Linked DNA regions of Oryctolagus cuniculus: region 1 is linked to region 2. A link is a contact called in public Micro-C data. All regions are on one chromosome and are shown on one strand. The core of a region is the stretch at or near the end of the contact, and the rest is flanking DNA. Distances in the headings are between cores, read along the strand shown. Region 1 has its middle 19 kb from the start of FOS. Region 2 holds the start of NEK9 (NIMA related kinase 9).

What was found. Hi-C and Micro-C count contacts between places; a contact is called where the count stands out from the background.
Region 1: a contact with region 2 is called in a Micro-C map of ear pinna, with 7 times the contacts expected there. The contact joins the enhancer-like site here to the promoter of NEK9 in region 2. A contact is called at or near these places in 5 of 6 Hi-C or Micro-C datasets (ear pinna, liver, psoas muscle and 2 more).

What each region holds. Positions count from the first base shown.
Region 1 is chr20:21,335,032-21,338,466 of mOryCun1.1, reverse strand. No RefSeq gene overlaps it. Among named protein-coding and RNA genes, the nearest start is that of FOS, 19 kb to the right of the region's middle. Within about 2 kb of position 1,251, at least 2 of the 8 cell types and tissues checked have an H3K27ac peak or open chromatin away from gene starts, as enhancers often do. A contact at or near this core is called in ear pinna, where this site is marked.
Region 2 is chr20:21,177,677-21,181,403 of mOryCun1.1, reverse strand. It overlaps NEK9 (NIMA related kinase 9), which reads left to right and starts at 1,282. Exons shown (of 22, transcript XM_002719640.5): 1 at 1,282-1,664. The coding sequence starts at 1,446. LOC138847225 (a long non-coding RNA gene) reads right to left here and starts at 1,093. Exons shown (of 2, transcript XR_011384932.1): 1 at 976-1,093; 2 at 440-592.

The sequences.
Region 1 (3,435 bases), core at 2-2,501, 160 kb before region 2:
GGGGAGGGTGGGACTGGAGGGGCGGGGCGTTTGGCAGTGCTAAGGCTGCAGCCTGGGTTCCTGTGTCCCCTATCAGAGTGGCTGGGTTCAAGTGCAGCTCTGCTCTCCATCCCAGTTCCTGCCAATGCGCACCCTGGGAGGCAGTGGCGATGGCTTAGTACTGGGGTCCCTGCCACCATGTGAGACTCACTGAGTTCTGGGTTCCCGGCTTCCACCTGGCCCAAGCCCTGGCTGTTGTGGCATTTGAAGAGGGATCCAATGTAGGAACCAATGTCTGTGTGTCATGCTGCCTTTCAAATAAATAAAAGTAAATAAGTAAATTTTAAAAAGATGGACTTGAAGCCACCAGAGGGAAGTCAAAGCACCTCACAGGCCACCGACGAACAGGCTTTCCCTTCTCCCACTTCAAATCACTCACTGAGGGGCCGGCGCTGTGGCCTAGCAGGCAAAGCTGCTGCCTACAGGGCCGGCATCCCATATGGACACCAGTTCAAGTCCTGGCTGCTCCACTTCTGATCCAGCTTCCTGCTAATGTGCCTGGGAAAGCAGTAGAAGATAGCCCAAGCCTTTGGGCCCCTGCACCTGTGTGGGAGACCTGGAAGAAGCTCCTGGCTCCTGGCTTTGGTTCAGCCCAACTCTGGCCATTGCAGCCATTTGAGGAGCGAAACACCAGATGGAAGATATTCTCTCTCTCTCTCTCTCTCTCTCTCTCTCTCTCACACACACACACACACACATTCTCTCTCTCTCTTTCCTCTTACCTTCTCTTTGTGTCTATAATTCCACCTTAAAATAAATAAATCTTTTTTAACAATGCTTATTGAGCACCTACTATGTGCTGAGGTTTGGGGATCCAACAATGATCAGAAATACCAGCGTTCATTCGTGCCCCCATAAGGCTTTCAGCTTAGTGGGGACTCGGGGTGCCTGATCCTGCAAGCACATGCAGCCAGCGGCCTCGACCTTGCCCTGCAGGTGCAGAGAGAGGCCTGTGGGAGAGTAAAGGAAGGGGAGGGGAGGGAGGAGGAAGGGGAGAGGGAGGAGGGGGAGGGCTGGTTTATGGCAAACGCTCAGGGATGGCCTCTCTGCAGAAGTGAGCTTTAAGCCTGGGGCTGAGGGACGCCTGGGAGCCAGCCAGGAACAGAGGAGGCGTTGCTGGCAGGGAGGACAGAATGTACAAAGGTCACACCACAGGGAGGAACGTGGCAGCTCAAGGAACTGAAAGAACGGCCTGGAGTGATGCAAGACACGGCCACGGCCAAGGGGGAGGCGGCCGGCAGCAGCCCCTGGGGACCAGGGACGGAGGACGCAGGCTCCACCTCCTGGCACCCAGGTCTCTTCCACAGCTCCTCCTCCCAGGGGCCCAGGTGGACAGGTCACTTCTGTCCATCAAGTTTCCACCTCCCTTGCTGCCTGCTTTCTCCTCTGCCCAGGCTGCCCTCCCCTTGTCACTGTCAGCTCTCCCCGCTGCATCCCCCTCCCCCTCCCCTTCTCCAGGGAATCCTGCTCAACTTCTCCTCCCAACTTGCCCCAGCAACTCAGCCTCCACCTCCAAGACGCCCTCATTCCCTGAAAGACGACCTGCGCTGTGCCAGGGCCGGGCACGTTCCCTGCAGTTTGCACAAACGTCACAGCGGTCTTGTCGGATCGCTACCACCTTCCCAGTGTCACGGTTCAGGAACCTGCGGTGTGGAGAGGCTGCTGTGGTTGGAGATGGGTCGTCCCTGCTGAGACTCATGTTTTAAATTTGGTTGCCGAGGCCAGCATTCTGGTGTAGCAGTTAAAGCCACCATCTACAGTGCCAGCATCCCACATGGGCACCCTTTAGAGTCCCGGTTGTTCCACTTCCGATGCAGCTCCCTGCTAATGCACCTGGAAAGCAGTAGAAGATGGCGCAAGTGCTGGGGCCCCTGCACCCATGTGGGAGACCTGGAAGAAGCTCCTGGCTCCTAGCTCTAGCCATTGTGGCCATTTTGGGTGTGAACTATCAAATGGAAAATCTCTCTCTCTCCTCCTCTCTCCATAATTCTGCCTTTCAAATAAAATAAAAATATTTTTAAAAAAAGGAATTTGAGGCCAGCGCTGTGGCTCACTTGGCTAATCCTCCGCCTGCAGTGCCGGCACCCCGGGTTCTAGTCCCGGTTGGGGCGCCAGATTCTGTCCCGGTTGCCCCTCTTCCAGGCCAGCTCTCTGTTGTGGCCAGGGAGTGCAGTGGAGGACGGCCCAGGTCCTTGGGCCCTGCACCCCATGGGAGACCAGGAGAAGCACCTGGCTCCTGGCTTCAGATCAGCACAGCGCCGGCGGTGGTGGCCATTACAGAGTGAACCAACAGGAAGACCTTTCTCTCTGTCTCTCTCTCACTGTCTCTCTCTCTCTCTCTCTCTCTCTCTCTCTGTCTCTCTCTCTCACTAACTCTGCCTGTCAAAAAAAGGAATTTGATTGCCGCTGCAGTGCAGCGAGGAGGCAGGTGCTTCAGGAGGGATGAATGCATTTCTCCCGAGACTGGATTTGTCCCCTCCGGGTGGGAGTTACATGGTGTCAGGTCTCCCCAGCCCCGCCATCGCCTCCTCCTACTTGCTCTTCCACTCTCTGCTGCAAGGACCTCACCAGAAGCTGAGAAGGTTCTAGAGCCATGTTCTTGGACTTCTAGGGCCATGAGGCAAAATAAACCTTTTTGAATGCTTATTTATTTTTCATCTATTTGAAAGGCAGAGAGAGAATGAATGAACGAATGAATGAAGCCATGGGCTCACTCCCCAGGTGGCAGCAACAGCTGGTGCTGGGTCCGGCTGAAACAGGAGCCAGATACTCCAGTTCTCTAAGCCCTTGAGCCATCATCTGCTGCCATCCAGGGTGCATTAACAGGAAGCTGGAGCCAAAGTGGAGCAGCCAGCACTCTGATGTGGGACGCCTTAGCCCGCTGTGCCACGACAGCCACTCCCTCTTTTTAAATGAATTACCCAGTCTCAGGTATTGTGTTCTTGCAACATAAAACGGACTAAGAGGGTGGTTTCCCCAAGGTTACACAGCTAGAAAGCGCTGGAGCCAACCCCAGCTTCCGGTTGGACACCAGGGACTGCGCGTGGCATCCGACCCTGTGCTACACGGCTGCATTTCAAAAGCCTTAAAGCGCAAGCCTTCCAATCGCCCCCTCGTGACCAAATAACCTTGGATGGCCACCAAATTTAGTCTTAAAGACGTTTGCGGCATGTTTATAATGGTGAAGGAGTTTCTCACTGTGGGGAGCAACTCGGACTAGACTAAGTTACTGGAATTAAGACTTATTCTATGCATCTGCTCTCCCACAATATGGCGCTGGGAGAGGAGTAAACAGCTTCTACACAGCTGCCTCCAGTTCGACCAATAAACTGCAGGAGCTGCTCCTGATTGGAGGAGAGCAGCGTGCTCGGCATGTGGGTAGCAGAGTTGGGATTG
Region 2 (3,727 bases), core at 33-2,532:
TTCCTTACACATGCACCTCTTCTCAGGGTATAAATTGCCCCCAGGATTTGTCCTCCACAGGGCCATCAGAGTTCTTTGTAACATTGAATTTTGGGCGGCGCCGCGGCTCACTAGGCTAATCCTCCGCCTTGCGGCCGGCACACCAGGTTCTAGTCCCGGTCGGGGTGCCGGATTCTGTCCCGGTTGCCCCTCTTCCAGGCCAGCTCTCTGCTGTGGCCCGGGAGTGCAGTGGAGGATGGCCCAAGTGCTTGGGCCCTGCACCCCATGGGAGACCAGGAGAAGCACCTGGCTCCTGGCTTCGGATCAGCGCGATGCGCCGGCCGCAGCGCGCCGGCCGTGGCGGCCATTGGAGGGTGAACCAACGGCAAAGGAAGACCTTTCTCTCTGTCTCTCTCTCTCACTGTCCACTCTGCCTGTAAAAAAAAAAAAAGCTTTGTGAACATCATCTAGAACTTCCCCCATACACTCCCCTGATCCTCAAAACCTCAAACCTGAGGCCCTGCTCCCGCCACGTGGCTTTCTCCTGGCCCCACATCTTTCCCTTCCACGGCTCCGAAGCCAGACTGAAGTCACCCCGCGTAACCTCATGTTTCTGTAAAATGGGAACAGAAGTGAGGATTAGGTGGCGTCATACACAGAAGCACCCTCGGCACGATGCCCAGAGCAGAACACCCAGCAGATGCTGCCCGCTGTCCCTGCGCGGTGGGTCCCAGGGCCACAGCCTGACTGTGGAAACCAGGCTTGCAGGAGGGAAGCTTCCCACGGGGGCAGGACGGCCAGGTGCGCAGCCGGGCAAAAACGCACCGGCGAATGCCGAATCTGGCCAAAGAGGAGGGGAAGAAGAGGGTCGGGAGACTCCACTTAAAATAGTTTGAGAGCTGGAACGGAAGAGGGAGCTCTGGGAGAAAGAACCGGGCGCACAAACTGGCTACCGGGCCAATATTTGAGCTTGTTATAACGCCTCTCGGTACTCACTGCAAGCTTTCTAATCCTTGCCAACCCTGCAGGAACCGGCTCCCCAGTCACCACTCCGGGGACAGGGCTGCCGCCAAGATGGACCCCAACGACCTCTGTGGGGGCTGGCCAGTGGCAGGGTGCCGTGGGAACGGCCCACACGCTCAGCACGGCGTCCCACCGCTGACGCCTTTGCCCGCGCGTGGGCCCTTCGCTGCCCTGCGGCCCCCCGCGCGGCGCCTCACTTCTCCCGCTGTTCCCGAGGGCGGGAAGCCTCGGCCGCCGGATTCATCGAGTGGGCAAACGAAGGCGGAGAAACCGCCGGCCGGGGCCGGAAGCACCGAGAACTGCTTCCGGGTCAGGGGGCAGGAGCCACCATGGAGCCTTGCGGGGCTGCGAGGCTGACGGAGCCGCGGGCCGGCGTCTGAAGCGACCGCGGGCAGCGCCGCCGGGGACACGCAGGCTGGTGCCGGAGGCCCGCGGCCGCCGCCATGTCGGTTCTGGGCGAGTACGAGCGACACTGCGATTCCATCAACTCGGACTTTGGGAGCGAGTCCGGGGGTGGCGGGGAGCCGAGCGCGGGGCCCAGCGCCAGTGCGGGGCCGCGAGCCGGCGGCGGCGCGGCGGAGCAGGAGGAGCTGCACTACATCCCCATCCGCATCCTGGGCCGCGGCGCCTTCGGGGAGGCCACGCTGTACCGCCGCACCGAGGTAGCGGCCTGCGCTCCGGCCGCCGCCGGGCCGCCCAGCCCCTGCTTCCCCGCCCCGGCTTCCCCCGCGTCGCGCCTCGCCCTCGCTCAGTGTGCAGGCGCCCGCAGGGCATGCGTCTCGGTCTCCACCGCTTTCCACTCAGCTGCACTAGGAATTAGCGAGCTCACTGCTGTTCCTGCCTGGGCGTTTTTAGTTTAACGCGGGGCGCTGACCAAGTCCGTGAATCATCCTTGAACCTTCTTTTCCCCATCTGTAAAATGGACCCAGCGATAACTGCTTTAAAAATCCTTTCTTTCCGCCACCCCCCAAAGATTATTTTGAGAGTCAGACGAAAGTGCTTTGCAGAGTGACCTCCGATTGTGAGCTTTTGCAAAAACTTCCTTCCTGTCACTCCGTAGAGCTCTCCAAGGCCGAGGTGGGGAGGAGGGGCGTAGCTTCAAAACACCCACCCCAGTAGCCACTCCACTGGCTTTGCCATTCTTCAGTACAGAAGTGTGCACGCTGTTGGGCTTTTTCTTGATCGTTGGTTAGATGGTCATATGTTGGTTTCTTCAGTGTTTATTTTGCAACACTTCTACCCGGCAAATACTTTATGGTGTATTCTAAGCTGCTGGCCTTTACTCTTGCGGGAGACAAGGACTCTTGAGAACCTGGATAATCTCCCCTCTCCCCTCTCCCCGTCCACATTTTCACACTTGCAGATCCTGGGGAGAAATGCAGGGGTCACTGACTCCCAAGTAGAGAAGGTACACTTCTCTACACCCCTGCATTGCTGATGCTGCCTCCAAAAGCTAAACCGAATTGAGTTTGCCAAGTCCTCAAAGTCTAGCTTTGGGATAAGTATTTAACGAAGACTTGTTGGGATTGCTGAAGGTGATTCATCAGCTGGTGAGCCACCCGCGGTTCTGGTGTGTGTGCCACGCCAGCAGACACTGAAAGGTGGAGGAGAGATGATTTAAGAGAATATTTTGGGTGTGTGGTGGTGTGTTTTTTTTTTTGGGGGGGGGGGGAGAGGGTGGGAGTTTTCAGAGACAAATAGAGAAAGCTCCCCAAATGCCTGCAATTGCTGGGGTTGGGCCCTGTGGAAACCCAGAGCCTGGAGCTCAGCCCAGCCTCCCTTGTGAGAGGCAGGGGCCCCTGCCATCGCCGACTGTTGCCTCCCAGGGCCTGCATCAGCAGGAAGCCAGAATCCTGCCAGAGGCAGGTGTTGAACCCTGGCGCTCTGATAAGGGATATGAGCTTCTCAACCGCCAAGGCCAAGCACCCACACCTCACATGTTCTTTTATCCTAATGCCACATTGATAGATGATGTTGGCGTTACTAGTATTGTTATTCTTAGTAATTGCTTTTCTTTTTGTCACTCGAGAGAGGGGATGAGTGTTGGTATTCCTGTTTTTTCACTGGAGAAACTCAGAATTTTTAAGTGACTTGCCCACTTTGATCAGAAGTGAATCGTGGACTAGAACTAGAGTCTTCATGCTGTCAAACTTGATTAAGTTTGCTTTGATTTAAATTTGTTTATTCCCCCAAATTGCATAGTATTACCCTATCCCCAATATTTTATTAGATCTGAATTTATCAAGTTAATATGAAGACACTTAAATGAAGGTCCTTCAAAATGTTTGTGGAAAATAGAATTTAAAAATAAGTTTATTTTGGTACCAAAAAGATTGACTTTTTCAGATTTTTTTTTTTTTAAGATTTGTTTATTTGAAAGAGTGGCAGAAAGAGAGATCTTCCATGTGCGGCTTCACTCCCCAAATGGCCGCTACAGCCAGAGCTGGGCTAAACCAAAGCCAGAAGCCCAGAACTCCATCCTGGCCTCCCACAAGTGCTTGGCCCATCATCTGCTGCCTTCCTGGATGCCTTAGCAGGAAGCTGGATCTGAAACAGAATTACTGGGACTCAAACTGGTGCTCTGATGTGGGAGGCTGGTGTCGCCAGCACTGGCTTAACCCACTGCATTACAACGCTGGCCCCTAAAGATAGGTCTTAATAATACACATTTGCATTAACTTTTTGCAGCTACTTCATATGCGTGGATTTCAAATTTTTTTAAGAT